Regions from separate parts of the Mus musculus genome. Here region 1 is linked to region 2. A link is a contact called in public Micro-C data. All regions are on one chromosome and are shown on one strand. Each heading gives the region's core, a stretch centred on a gene start, on an enhancer-like site or on the middle of the called end of the contact. The rest is flanking DNA. Distances are from core to core; before and after follow the strand shown.

Region 1 (7,502 bases), core at 1,315-3,814, 230 kb before region 2:
CCCGCATTCTTCACTCTTTTCATTTTATGATACCCAACAAAGAACGGGGAAAGGCTACACTGGGAAGAACAGTGCACGGAAATAGAGAAGTGGAGGTCATTTTCTAGTTCCCCGAAGGGGTCTGTGATCCATTGCTATCCTTGTTTTTCTCTTAATAATAGGCTGACCAAGTTGACCTTCTTCTAGGGTCAAATATCAGCAGTTAGGTACTCGATGCAGTGGCCTCAGACAAGGGCACTGCCTGCTCTCGGTACTCGATGAAGGAGCCTGAGGTGAAGACGTTCATCCTCTAACAAGCCATCTGGGACCCTTGAGGCCTTAGGAAAGGAACCCACACTGAAAATCACCTATGTGAGTACAGTAAGAGTAGAAGAAGAGAAAAATAATAACTTGCCTTCCCTATTTAGGCAATAGGCCTGCCTGCAAAAGCCAGAGCTTGGCACTTCTGTATTCCCAAATGTCTCCCTGCCACCCCTTCTCACTTTCCAGTTGTCTCCAGATTTTATTTTGTATCCACTTTAGCTATGAGGTCACAGTTAATCCTTGAAGAATGTGTCTTGCTATAGGCAGAAACCTGATTCTTTCTGGGGACCAAAAGAAAAAAAGAAGACAAAGAAGAAGAAGAAAAGAAAAAAAAAAAACAGTAGACTTTGGGAAAACTGCAGTTGCTTTTGCATGTACAGGGAGAGCTTTTAGAGTCATTAGACTTAAAATGTTCTGTTTGTGAGACTGTCAAAAAGTTACTGCTCCCTGGAGGTTCCCCTAAGCCCCTCCCACTGACTCATGTCAGCTTGACTGCAGCTGCTCAAAAGCATGGGAATTTAAAAGCTTGCCACACAAGTGCAAGAGCTGTTGCCAGAACCGCTGCCACCAGACTGAATGGAAAGTCCCTACTGCAGAAGGTGTGGGGAGGAAGGGCCATCAACGGCAAAGCAGTGGAATGCAGGGTTGATAGAGATAAAAAGAAGCAGGAAGGAAATCACAAGTTCTCGGAGCTGCAAACTATTTCACCCTTTGACCTTGGGAAAGAAAACTCTCAGAACTTCAGTGTCCCTCTTTTGGAGAGGTTTTCTTTGACTTAAACTTTCCCTAGAAGTCAGAACTGATAAGTTGCCCATCATACCACTGGTCTAATATTTTTTTCATCAATGCTCAAAAGAAACTTCAATAGGAAGTTTTACTTTTGCTTTATTGTTATTATTTCCAGCCTAATAAAGTCCCAGCATTTTCCAGGGAAAGTATGTCTTAGCTCTCTGGTCCAGAAGTCCCCAGAGCCCAGGAAACGAGGTAAACAACGGCAGAGCCATGAGGCAAACTCCATTACTGCAGAGTTCTTCTCTTTGCCCCTTTCCACACCCCCTTCTGGAGTTCTGTAATTTTCCCATCTCACGCGTCAAACAGGAACATGATTTCACAAGCATCCATCCAAGGTATAAAAGGGAACATGGCTATTTTTGTCAGTCACTCTACCTTCAGAGATAGAAAGGACGGATGGAGGACGGAGCGGGCAAAGCTGGAGAAATGCTCTCTGGGTGTGAGCATTGATGCTGACTGCTCCCGCGGAGGGCAGGGGTTCAATTCCCAGCGTTCACTTGACAGCTAACAACCGTCTGTAATTCTAGTTCCAAGGGATCTGATACCTTCTGATCACTGAATACACGTGGTGCACAGATACGTGTGCAGGAAAAACACCCATACACATAAAATTAAAGATACAAAGGAAGCCGTTCTCGTGGCACTAAAATCTCCACGGCGTGCTTTATGGGGACTTCCTATTTAAACTGGACATCACAGTCCATCCATAGCTCACAATGAGACATATTGGAGATGGGAATGTAAAAAAAATACTGCAAATTTCTCCAGAAATACCTTTGTTTATCCCCCCCATCCACCCAAATGCAATGGTGCTCGTTATACCTGCTTGCCTACGCTGAAGCCCTTACCCCAGACAGAAACATCTTCAGTGCTTGTGAGAGAAAGCCTGCCTTGCTAGAAATGGTGTCTTCCGGAGCCTTTCTTCTTCTGTTAGGAAAACTTCTGTTAATGCTCTCCTTCCTTAGAGTTGATCCAGCCTGAGAGCACTTCAGACTGAGTCTCTTTCTCATGCCTGGAACCCCATCGCCACCGGCCCATCATCCCTAGTCGCGGCATCCCTAGACGGCTTCCTGCCACTTTGCATTGGGATCTTCATTTGAGGTGGGTCTTGTGGAAAGCCCGACTGATTCATTTTCTGCCAGGTTCCCAGTACATTTCCACAATGATCCGAAACTATTTATAACCGCTTTACTTCCTGGAATGTTTTTGCTGCGCCAAGGAAACTTCTAAAGTTTAAGGACGTCACTTTAGAACTGGCTGCTTGGCTCTGGTCCTACTTTCTTTTTAAATTCTGAACTAACAACAACTACAAAAAAAAAAAGAGCTGATGTTTAAACTGTCTCTATTAAATTGCCTTTCATTTATTTGTTTATTTTTGATAAGATTATGCCTCTTCAGCAAAACTCTTCACTCTCAGAGGACAAAAACTATGCCAGCTATTTACTGGTTTGCTTGTTCATTCCTTGCTTACTGCCACACTCCTTCCTGAGGTCAGCCCATAGCAAACCTACACACAGTGGGAGCACACACAGCAGCATATAGGTGTTGGAATCAACAAGGTATTTTGGCATTAATGTCTGCATTTCGGGTGGGCAATGCTTTTAGCCCTATAGAAAAATAAAAATGGAAATATTTGAAGGTTGGCCTATGAAATGCAAACTGACCTTTCTCTCATAGCTAAAACCTGTGGACTGGGAAGGGGTACATAATCCCCATACTAGAAGGCAGGATAATACCACACGGACTTGTCATCGAACAGCTATACATATCAGTGCAGCCCCTGATCCACTTAACCTCCTGTTTACATCTTTTTCAGATGTGTGTCATGTGTCCAGATGTTTGACACTGTGCCACAAAACTCTCATGGACAAATGTGGCAGAGCGAACCTCGTTCTGGGATGTGAGCTGACCACGGGGCAGAGCGGGGGAGGGCACTGCGCATGCCTGCAAGTGCACTCTGCTCTTTTCATTAGACATGACTTCTTTCACGCTCTGCCATTGCTTCTTGCAAGAATGTTTATGCTACACATTGTTATAACTATTAAGCTTTATCCTTGTACACATTTGTGGATTTTGAATTTTTAGAACTAGGTAGATGGCTTAGAGGGTAAAAACACTTGCTACCAAGCCGGACAACCTGACTCCGTCTCCAGAACCAATAAGATAGAAGGAGAGACCTTACTCCAGGCAGTGATCCCCTGACTGCTGCATGCCACACACTAAATAAATGTAAAACTTTGCTTAATTTTATATTTAAATTTTTTAAATTAAAATCTTTAGTATTTATATCACTATTCACATATATTCATTTTATTGACTAATGGATTTGTTATTGCATTCATATATTATACATATAATTACATCATTTTATATACAATAATGTATGTTGTATATATTCATATCCTATTACTTTCTCCTGCCCTTCCTACTGGTTTCCTCCCACTTTCCAAATAGCTTCTGTCTTCTTTCAACTCTTTTTAAATTAAATCTAGATTTATATATGAGAAAAATGTGGTATTTGTTTTTCTGAGCCTTGTCTGTTTATTCTAAAGATTTCCAATTCTCTCCATCTTCCTGTAAATGATATATCTTCCTAATGGTTGACTAACACGTGTGTGTGTGTGTGTGTGTGTGTGTATGTGTGTGTGTATAATAAAGTGTGTGTACATATAATACGTATATGGACAGAAAAATAAACTGAAATGCCATTTCTAAAATAGAGATCTTCTTACTGACATTCTTTCTGGGCACCTCAGTCACATCAAAATCTTCAAGAGTTCTCTCCGGATATGGACAAACAGTAAGCAGTTTTCCCAGGCATCTGAGGCCTCCCAGAACTTCAAGGTTCAAAATCAGAGCTGAAACTGAGAAAGGATCAGGCAAACCAAGAGCAGTTGGCCATTCTTCAGACCATGTCCCTAAGTCATTCATTTCACTGCTGAACACACCAAAATTCACAGAAAACACACCAAAGACAAGCAGCTATTGACCCAAGCCACCTCTATGCCACACTAATAAGACTTTTCATCATGGTGACAAATCCCTGAAAGAAACAGTTTACAAGGAGAAAAAGCTTTATTTGAGGCTCCTTGTGGTCAGCGGTTTCAGTCCGTGGCTTGCTACTCATTACTGGGAGCCTATGAGCCTGTGGTGGGACAGAATAGCATGGCAGTTTGAGGGCAAAGTAGATCAGAGCTGGTACCTTGAGACAACCAGGAAGAAGAGAGATCATGGAGTTGAACCTTCAGCTTGTTGGACAATTCTATCCACATTCATGGCAGGTCCACCTCCCAGCTATGGTCAGTTATCTCTGGAGTTTTAGATACTCTTAAATGTGTGCTTTAGATTCTCCTAGGTGTTTCTCAATCCAATCAAGTTGCCAGGAAAGCATAATTGTCCTAAATGCTGTTCCTCTTCGAGCTTCTCTGGGGAACATCCAGCTCTGGGATATGTTGTGACCTCACAAACCTAATCTGCAGATTCATTGTTCATCCTTCCCACCTATTGTTAAAACTTGTGAGGGGCCAGATCTATGCAGCTCTGTATTTTCAGTGCTTAAATCAGTCTCCGATCAATAAAATGCACGTGACATTTGTTTTAGTTTGTTTTGCTTACTTTCTTTGATGAACTAGGTGGTTTTAATTGACAAATTTATTTATTCAAATTGTATCAAGAGGGCCCATTCTATAGTAAAGATGGCTGTCCAAGGTTATGACTAACGACCTTGTATGCTAATTTTATTATATCTGAGTATTATTAGGCTACAACTAAACTAAAAGGCACCCTTAAAAAATACTTATCAGTGACTTGTATTGTTTTGATTAACTAGAGGAGGGCTGATGGGAGGAGACTATCCTACCACAGAATTAATCGGAAACATAGCTGTCCTGGGAGCTAGAGTTTCAGCCAACAGAACAAGATGAAAGCACATTTTCCCCTCCATTACTGACCCTCACATTTTGCCTTAAATTATTCGTGGAGGGGCTGGAGTGGTTAAGAGCCCTTGCTATTCTTGCCTAGGATGCAGGTTCAAGTCCTAGCACCTAGAGGTGACTCACAACTGTCTGCAGCTGCAGATCCTGAGGGGTCTGGTACTCTTTTAGCCTCTGGGGAAATTATGTATATATGTGCTACACAGGCAACATAATGGAGATATTTTAGTCTTTTAGTTTTTTTTATTACTCTTGTTTTGTTTCGGTTTGGTTTTTGGTGAGACAAAGTTTGCCCTGGTACTATCTATACAGATCAGGGTAGCCTCAAATTCAGAGAACCCAGTGTCTCTGCCTTCCAAGCCTGCACCACCACACCCAGCCTGTTTTATTACTTCTTGTGGTTGATATGCAAAAACTTTCAAAAGGTTGATGCGTTGAAAACTTGGTCGTCACTGAAATAGGATTCAGAGACAATTGGATTATGGAGGCTCTAACCTCATCGGTGGGTTAATCCATTGATGGGTTCATGGCTGAACAGGTCATTAGGAGGTGGGGCCTAGTTGGAAGAGGTAAACAGGGAACGTGCTATGGCTATAAACAAAGATATTTTGAAGGCATCTTGGTATCATGACAATTAAGCTAAAAGAGAGTAGTAGGCTCCCTGAGGGGTCTAGGTATTGTTTGGGGACCCCTGGGGACCTCCATGACCAACAGCTCACAAAGAAGCACTCTAAACCTGACACTGGCATTCTAGTTTTCTTTAATAACTCATGGCTTCCAGAAACCGCAGTGTCCAACCCTCTAAAGCAGTAGTTCTCAACCTGGGTGTCACATATCAAATATTTGGCATGTTTTTATAGCTACTATTACTTCCTGTCTCTCCTCCCTTATGTATCTGGCCAATAGCTTTTCTCTACTTTCCTGGAACCTAGGGATACACACACATCTAAATATCCAATGAGAAGATTTCCATATGAGAAAGAATAGTTAGCGTCTGTCTTTCTCTGCCTGTGTTACTTCACTTGGTGTAATCCTTTCCAATTTCACACCTTTACCTGATTATCTCATAATTTCGATTTTTAGAAGAAAATAAATTCCCTTTCTTTTCTCCAGTGTGGCTTTTGGCATCTTCATTACGATTCTGAAGCACCCAGGAGTCTCCCCACACCTTGATCTGCTAGGGAAATGGCCAAGCCCATAGTGACTGCTAGTGTGTCATTCCTATGTGTGCTTTGTTGAGATGGTCCTGTGGTGAGACGTGTTTAGTGACTCTCCAGTCTACTTGACACAGACACCCAGCTTCTGCTGGAAGAGCCACTATTCACTTTAATTATATTAATATTGTCATTGTCATTGTCATTGCCGCTCTGTTAATGCTGTCACATGTCCAACCATGTGTTCTCATGTACATGTGTATACCCTCCCAGAATGGGAGGAAGTGAAGTCACATCTATTGTGCATGCACCTAAGCACATACTATAGCAAGGATGTGGAAATGTGTTATAAGATCAGAGCCATGTGTAACATTGCGTCATGAGGGAGAAATGATTACAACGGTTGCTTTAGAATAACGAATCCTACTGATGTGAAGAAAATTAAAAGTATGTACTACTTGCTCATGGCAGGCAACGAATTGTGCCCGGTGATTTTGTATCGACTTACACAAACTATCTGAGAAATGTATTTGAGTTCTCAGACAAAAACTCAGGGGAGATTTTTTTTTCAGGGCTGTCACCACTAGGTGGTGAGCTCAACTATTCTGTTTTGTTTTGCTCTGCCTTAAGGTATAGTTATAAGACCATAAATAAGTAAAATACACAGAATCAGTTTCTTTCATATAGAGTGTACCTTTCTCAGTGGCTAACATTTTAATAACTACTCCCTGTGGTATTGATTTTTAAGTACCAAAGTATTTGGATGATTCAATGATTAATCACAATGTCATTTTCAAAGCATATTAAGGCAAATAAATTATTAATTATAAAGAGTGTTGCCTAAAATCTTGAACTGCATCTGCTTACAAATTGTCTACAAAGAACAACTACTCAAGCTCTTAGGACTTGTCCCTCTTGCGTATAGATTCCAGCTTCTTGCATCTAATGATCTATTGTTAAATAGTAACCACAAATACCAGTGTACCATGCAAGTTATGTTACAGAATAATTCACTATGACAATTTTCACTAATATTGCCATTTTTCCTCACTGACAACATACTCTGTTCAACTTCATTGAGCTTACATATTGCTCAACTTTTACAGAGACACATTTTATAATCTTCGGTGTAGATAACAGCCACGGGTACAACTAATTCATTTAGTAAGCATTTAATGAGTGCTATGGTTTGGGACTTAAAGGCTCCCCCCATCCCCCCGCAAAAAAAAAAAATCACAAACTAAGAGCTATGGTGGTATTGGGAGGGAATGGAACTTTAAGGAGGTAAGTCTAATAGAAGGAAGAAAGCCACTGTAGGCAG
Region 2 (7,139 bases), core at 4,320-6,819:
GGAGTCACAGATACCTTCCAAGTCCAGTTGGTCTGGCAGAGGATTGAGCAAAGGACAAAAGTGTTCTAAAAAGTGATACTCTGCTTCAAACCCATGAGATCATTTGATTTTTCCTATCACTGCCAATGTGTGACAAAACTTTCTTTAAAGAGATGTTTGCAATTGGTCTTTGGCACGGCTTTTTGGCCATCTAAAAACAGAATAAGATGCCTACCCACAGCCTCAGTGTGTCAGCACTTATCCGGGTTTGCCTCCAGACACAGAGCAATCATGGTTCACAAGTTCAAGTAGTGCCCTAGCCCTGGTTGAGCAGCTATAGGCCTGGCCTAGTATTTTTAATCCAATTTAGATCAATTGCCCCTCTGCAACCTGGACCACAAGGCTAGTATAACTCTTTTTCATCCCTCTCAAATATGAATATTTACTACAATTTTTAATAAGGTAGTGTCAGTTACTAGGAATGGTGAGTCTATAAATGAGATTTGTGATGTTGAAATGTGCTCTGGAAGACCTTCCGGTCCTCTGCAGTTACAGTTCTCTTTCTAAAAAGAATGCTGTTTGGAAAATTTACACTAAAAGTATTATTTTTTTGTATGTTTTCTTGCTCTTCATAATAAAATAAAAACATCTCAGTCATGCTTTGATAAATTCTACAACTGCAGGCTGTAATCCTGCCCTGCCTGCCAGAGGTCTATTAGGCATTAATTGGAGTTTTTAATTGTGCATGATGTTTGTAGAGGGCAGGCACAACCTTGTTGCTGTTACATATTGTTTGATTTGAATAATTCATCACGTTTTAAAAAACTACCTAGACATGATTGTAATAACCGGCCCCTATTTTTTTTTACACTAGACTGCTTAAAAATTACTGTCTGTAAATGTATTTTTAATTTAGGGAAAAAAATGTGCTTGTTTGATGGAAATGTGAATTTGCAAGAGATAGGTAATTCCCCTTCCACTGTTCTGAACACAGTGCCCAGCTTGGCAAGGCGGGCAGATTTTCAGATTCCTTTGCAATCTCTCTGGGTCTGAACAGATCCGAGCTGCTCAGCTCCAGGCTCCAGAGCTCGGGTAGCCACAATCAGCCCGAGGTCTTCCCAGTTTACCCCAGAATCCTCACCAACAGCGATCCAGCCACTCTAAGGGATCCGGATCGGTGATTCCCAACTAGTGAGGGAGCGAGCACGTTCGAAATTCAACAGAATTTAACAGATCCCACCGCCACCCAGGCATGGCTCTTATTTTAAGATTAGAAACTCTGATAGATTCTGGATAAATTCGCGTGATGGCTGAATATTTCACTAATGATAACATCTGCATTCATCTGAATGAGTGCTGCGCGCTCAGTTTCACAGATGGCCTTCCACAGGGAACAAACATCTTCAGGTGCTCCGGGTCTCAGCCCAAGACCACGCAGCTGAGGCTGTAGCCCGAGAGGCCGCAGATCCAGCCTGCTCACCCAAAAGTCCAATTAGGCCGGCTTCCCACGGCCAGTGGACACATCGCAGTGCAACTGCTGCCCCCTATCGGCCACGCAAACAATAGCCCTACCCCGCCTCGCTCGCTGGAAAAGGCCTCTGGAAAGGAAAAAAAAAAAAAGGTTCCACCACCAAGCAGTCGAGGTGGTGGTGGGGTGGTGGAAATTCTCGGAAAACCTGTTTTATATAGCCAGCAAGCTCCCACTGCCTCGTTCTAGCGCGGTTGTTCTAAAGAGATGATAAGATGTGAGCTTGGGGAGACGAAAGTGACACTGCTTGGTGGGGGAGGGGCGAGAGACCCAGAAGGTTCGATTTACGGTTTCCGCCCCCTGTTCAGTCATCTGGCCAGGGCTTAGGGGACAGCGCATGCCTTCCGTAGCGACCAGCACGTTCGTTAGAGCACAGGGTGTTTCCCCCAGGTCTCAAGCCGCTGCCTTCCCCATTGCACCTTCAGCAGAGTCCCCTGACCTGCTGCAGAGGTGACAAAGGCCACCCGCCCCGAGAATCTGTCCCCAGAGGCGTCCACAAGTAGGTGTTATCCCTCTGGTGCCTGTAATGCAAATAAAGATGTATCTCATGGAAAAGCACTAAATCCTGAGCTCAAGCCCGGGGCTCCACTGGCGCCTGTGCTGTGTGGATTCTGTCCTAGAATTGAATATTTAAAATTTGCCTCCACTTGGACACAGCCGAGACTGCTGGCGGCTGAGAGCATCGCGCGCGCGTGGGGTTACACTCTCGGGTGTTTCTAATTTCGTTTTCATTATTTTCTCCCACTTCATTACCACCCTCCTCCCAGCGCACACGCGCTCGGCCGTATCCTAACTTGTTCGCTCATGTCCATCTTTGCCTTGGAGCTTTTGGCAAGAAGATATGAGAGAGATGGACGGAGGTGAGCGGAAGAAGGGAGGGCGGGGAAGAGGTAGAATCAGCTGGCAGCCCCGACTGTGTTTGCGTAGGTAGGGGGACGCCGGAGGAGGCTCTGCGGGGGGACAACTGAGAAACCCCGCACGCGCTCGTCGCCTAGGCGCCTGCACTGTGCGGATGCCAGCAGACGCCCGAGTCCACTGGGACCTTCGGGAGCTCGGCTGGCTCCGCTTTCCCGGACTGGCCGGGTCTAGGTTCCCGGGCGGCTGCAGGTACCCACGATGCGCATCCCCGGGGGACAGAAAGACCGGGGCGGCGCCCGGATCCGAGAGCCCCTGGGCGCGGCCGAGACTCTTGGGGCCCCTGGGCGCGGTGCTACCGGGACACGGGCGGCCACCGATCTGGCGGAAGCAGAGTCTGCGGGGAGGAGCTGCCTCGCCCCGGGCGAGCCGCAGGGCTCCGGAGGCCCCGGGGAGGCCGTGCTGGGCTCCGCGCGTTCCCGCTGTGCGCCTTGGCGCGGGCACCAGGAGCCGCCCCCCGCGGGCGGCCACTTCCCGGATGGGGCCGCGCTGTTCTCCAGGACAATCGGGGCTCCTCCCCTCGCCGCGATCTTTCTAGGAGGCTACCTCCGAGATTGCCTGGCGGCTTTCTCCCTGGCGCTACCCTCGGGCTTCTCTCACTGAAAGCCCCGTAAGAAGCACATGCGGGCGGCTCGGCTAGAGATCCTTCACAGCCGCAGGAAGCCAATGGGGAACGGAAGTTCATTTGCGATTGCCCTGATTCTCGCAAAGTTACGTGCTCTGTTTTCAGCCTGACCAACAACACAGAAAATGTAATTCTGCTTTGTGTGTGTGTGTGTGTGTGTGTGTGTGTGTGTGTGTGTGTGTGTGTTTCGAAATCAGTCGTACCTAGTGACTTTCAGAGGAACCGTGGATGGATCTAGGAGAGCCGTCGTCACGCGGCAGGATCTGGCTAAAGAGACTCAGTCCCTTCCTCTCGGCTCACCCACTCTAATGGGAGTGCTAGCTTTCAATTGTTTTTCTTAATTATTGTGAGCCTCACGATATAAAAGTATTAATATGACAGAAATTGGGCATAAAATTTAAGTAGATCTCCCAAATAAGCATTAGATTTCTTGGGTCAGTAATACCCGGGATAATAGAGAACTTGAGTTTTATAACAACAAAGGAAACTTTACTCTTTAAAAGAAAATTATTATTTAGCAAACACTTACGAAGATTCTATCTTGTATCAAAACCACCCATATACACACCACTGTATTCTGTGAATCATCTGCTACGGTTCATTATACAAGCGGGCAGAACACTGGATATTTTGAAAGCCTTGTATCATTTTACTGTTCCAGAGTCAATAACAAGTAGATATTGTTTTTATATAAGATTGAAATATTGGTTTTATGAGACATGAGAGGTGATCATTCGAGTTAGTCCTCGCAGCTAATGCCACGAAGGGATTGAAGCAACCAGTCTGCCGCAATCTTCTCATTCTTGGACCAGATTTACAAAGATGTGTATTAAAACCTCTTCAGTTGGATGTGATGTAAAACAAAGCTTGTTAACAACCCCCCATTCCCAATCAGAAAATAACTCCAACGTATTTAACCAAAATTAATTACTGTATCAAACAGATAGTTCCACTCTCAAAATATGGAATTAACCAAGGTGTCCATTAGAAGAAAATGTATAGTAAAATATTCAGACCTTAAAAATGAACTAAATCAGGCAGGCCAGTGGTGGCCCATGCCTTTAATCCCAGAACTGGGGAAGCAGAGGCAGGCAGATCTCTGAGTTGGAGGCCAGCCCGATCTACAGAGCGAGTTCTAGGATGGGAAGGGTATGGGGAGAAGTGTACTAAGCACGAAATCACAGTAGGAAGAATTACTGGGCTTTCTGTAGCTCTGAAATGTAACTGTTGGTTCTCAGACTCTATGATAAAATGTGAACGTTCCACCTTTCACACTCCTCCATGGTTCCATTTGCTAGAAGAGCTTGCTGTCTCCAGTGCATATATTGTATCTATGGACTGAATCCCAAAATCTATGGACTATATCCCAAAAGATGAACAAACATTTATAGCTCAACAAAATGTATAATAATAATAAAAAGAGACTGTTAAGCATTCTGTCTAAACTCCACCCCCACAGTTACCTGGCAACAGCCAGGTATGCTTCACCCCACAGTTACCTGGCAATAGCCAGGTCGGCCTGACCTACTATAAAAGGGGCTGCTTGCCCCCTCCTCCCTCTCTTATTTCTCTCTTGCTCTTCTCTTCTTGTTTCTGCTCTGTCCCCTTATCCTTCCCCATTCCCTTCCCCCCTCTCTCCACGTGCTCATGGTCGGCCTCTACTTCTCTACTCTCTCTGCCTTTCTCTGCCCCTACTACCCTCTTAACTCCCCTCCCCATGCCCTGAATAAACTATTCTATACTATACCATCGTGTGGCTGGTCCCTGGAGGGAAAGGGATGCCTTGGCATGGACCCCCTGAGACATCCCCTTCCCTCATACCTCACCACACGCCTATAGAACATATCACTCCTTTTCTTTATCTTTTTATAAACACATCAGAGACCCTCCAAGAAGAGAATTGTCTGCTGACACGGGGGCAAATTGAAGAATGAGGTCTGGACACAGTGCACTGCAGAATGAGGTCTAGAGAGTCTTGTGCCTCCTTCCCAATTTCCTTTCTACCGCATCCAAACCACACTGCCTCAGCCCAGAAGTAAGAATGTGAATAATTCAGCAGCTACAATAAATGGACAGTCCGGTCTAGATTGCCCCCCCCCAGCCCCCTTCCTCTGCTAATTGCTTGCCTTCTGCATATTTGACTGTTGTCAAGTCTGTCTCCCAGAGGGGGAGAGAAACCCAGTAGAACTCAATTATTTCCTTCCTGCTAATGCCAACCAGTAATTCCAATATAAAAAAGGCAGGGGTAAAGAATTTATGGGAGAATTTACTAGAGATGTTCCCTTAAACAAATCTTCCGATGACCCTGGATTTAATTTCCATGCCACTGGTGTCTCCCCCAGTCACAGGAAAGTCTTGGACATGGCTAAATGGGTGTTGCTCACCTAAATGTGTCTTCCAGACTTTTCTTCCTGTCCATCCCGCTGGTGATAATTAAGACGCCGGGAAAATAAGAAAGAAATGGGAGTGATTTGCTGAGCTATTCTACTTTCGTTTTGGGGGTAGGGGGAAAAGAGTTCTATTTCGAGAATCCTTTTGTAAGCTGTGTGAAGATATGTTTCTGTCCCGCCTCACCTGCCTACGGCATTCTCTGATTGGTTTAATGAACTGCCAATAGTTAACCAGGAGAGGATAGGCAGAACTTCCGGGTAGAAAGAGGAACACCAGGAAAGACTCACAGGCCGGGATTGCACCAGCCTTGTTAAGTTGGTTGTATGGTTGTATACGGACCGAGGAAAGGTAATGAGCCACACAGCAGAAAGCAGATTGGTGTAAATGGGTTAATTTGAGTTATAGGAGTTAGTTGGGAACAAGCCTAAGTAAGCAAAGGCCTTAAGCATTGATAATTATTGAAACGTCTCCGTGTTGTTACTGGGAATTGGCATCTCGGAGACAGTACAGTTCTAGGTTACAGCATCAAAACAAAAACAAACAAACAAACAAAAAAGCTGGCGAGATGGCTCAATGGTTAAAAGTACTTGTTGCTCTTGCAGAGAACGTGGGGTGGGTTCCCAGCACCCACATGGTGGCTCACTACCATCTGTAACTCAGGTTCCAAGGGATCTGACGTCCTCTTTTGTTCGATGTGGGTATTGGGCATGCGTAGGGTACGCATACATACAGTCAGGCAAAGCACTCATACACATAAAATAAAAACAAGAATGAACTGAAGTGGCAGTATCCCCTCTTCAGCCCTAAGCACTGAGTGCCGACCACTAAACAGCCTGCTCACCGCATTCCTACTTCTCCTCACTCTTTTTTCTCACTTTCTCTTGGATATAAAGATGTTGACAGTCTGGACAAACCCCAGAAGAATGCTGCCCTTTCTCAATAACTAATACATCATTTTCTTTATTAAAACCATTTGCAGACCCATGCAGTGGCTGCTCACGGCTTTGGGCCCAGCACTTGGGAGGCAGACTCAGGCAGATCTCTAAATATGAGGCCAGCCTGGTTTACAGGACAGATTTACAAAGTGAGTTACAGGACAGCCAGGACTACACGGAGTTAACCTGCCTCGACAGACAACAAACAAACAAAACCATGGCTGATTCTGCATCAACCAGCCGAGATAAAACTCTTCCTCAGACTAAGAAAAAGAAAATCTTCAGGATACACCTCTCAGCACTCTCCGCGAAAGTTCGATAAACACTTAACAGGCTGCATGTAACACTGGCCCCTACTCCATGTTCCCTGTGTGACTTTATCCTCGGCCTGGTGTTGCGCAGTGCCTGTTACAGCAAAGCCCGCCTGACACATCAACACCTAAGCGTGAATTCTTTTCCAAGGCCTACCTATGTCCCTCAGAGAATTCCTTTTCACTTGTGAAGGGACAGCTGCTGTTTATCATACAGTTCCCTTTCACAGCTCTGCTGTGAGACTGCTGTCGCCATCGCTCCGCCCCCTTTCTTTCTTTTCTCCTCTTTCTTTCTTTCTTTTTTTTTCTGTTATATTAGTGTTCTTTGGGAACTCAAACATAAGCTCTCTGTTTAGTGTAACTGAAAACTTAGGAAAAGAGCTGAACTCATTATCAAGTGTTGCTTACAACTTTAAATAATGTGCTTAGTGAGTTTAAAGCATCAGATCCACTTA

What was found. A called contact is a pair of places that touch in the nucleus more often than the background predicts.
Region 1: a Micro-C map of the HL-1 cell line shows a contact between it and region 2, with 5 times the contacts expected there. The contact joins the enhancer-like site here to the promoter of G730013B05Rik in region 2. A contact is called at or near these places in 22 of 484 Hi-C or Micro-C datasets (B cells, the C2C12 cell line, ECoMG myeloid progenitors and 12 more), 18 of 115 datasets of contacts at active chromatin or transcription factors (bone marrow-derived dendritic cells, bone marrow-derived macrophages, cardiomyocytes and 13 more) and 2 of 9 other capture datasets (adipose tissue and embryonic stem cells).

Annotation. Positions count from the first base shown.
Region 1 is chr16:50,747,168-50,754,669 of GRCm38.p6, reverse strand. No RefSeq gene overlaps it. Among named protein-coding and RNA genes, the nearest start is that of Dubr, 18 kb to the right of the region's middle. Within about 2 kb of position 2,564, at least 100 of the 459 cell types and tissues checked have an H3K27ac peak or open chromatin away from gene starts, as enhancers often do. A contact at or near this core is called in the C2C12 cell line, the HL-1 cell line, adipose tissue and 7 more, where this site is marked.
Region 2 is chr16:50,524,675-50,531,813 of GRCm38.p6, reverse strand. It overlaps G730013B05Rik (RIKEN cDNA G730013B05 gene), which reads right to left and starts at 5,569. Exons shown (of 5, transcript NR_040380.1): 1 at 5,432-5,569.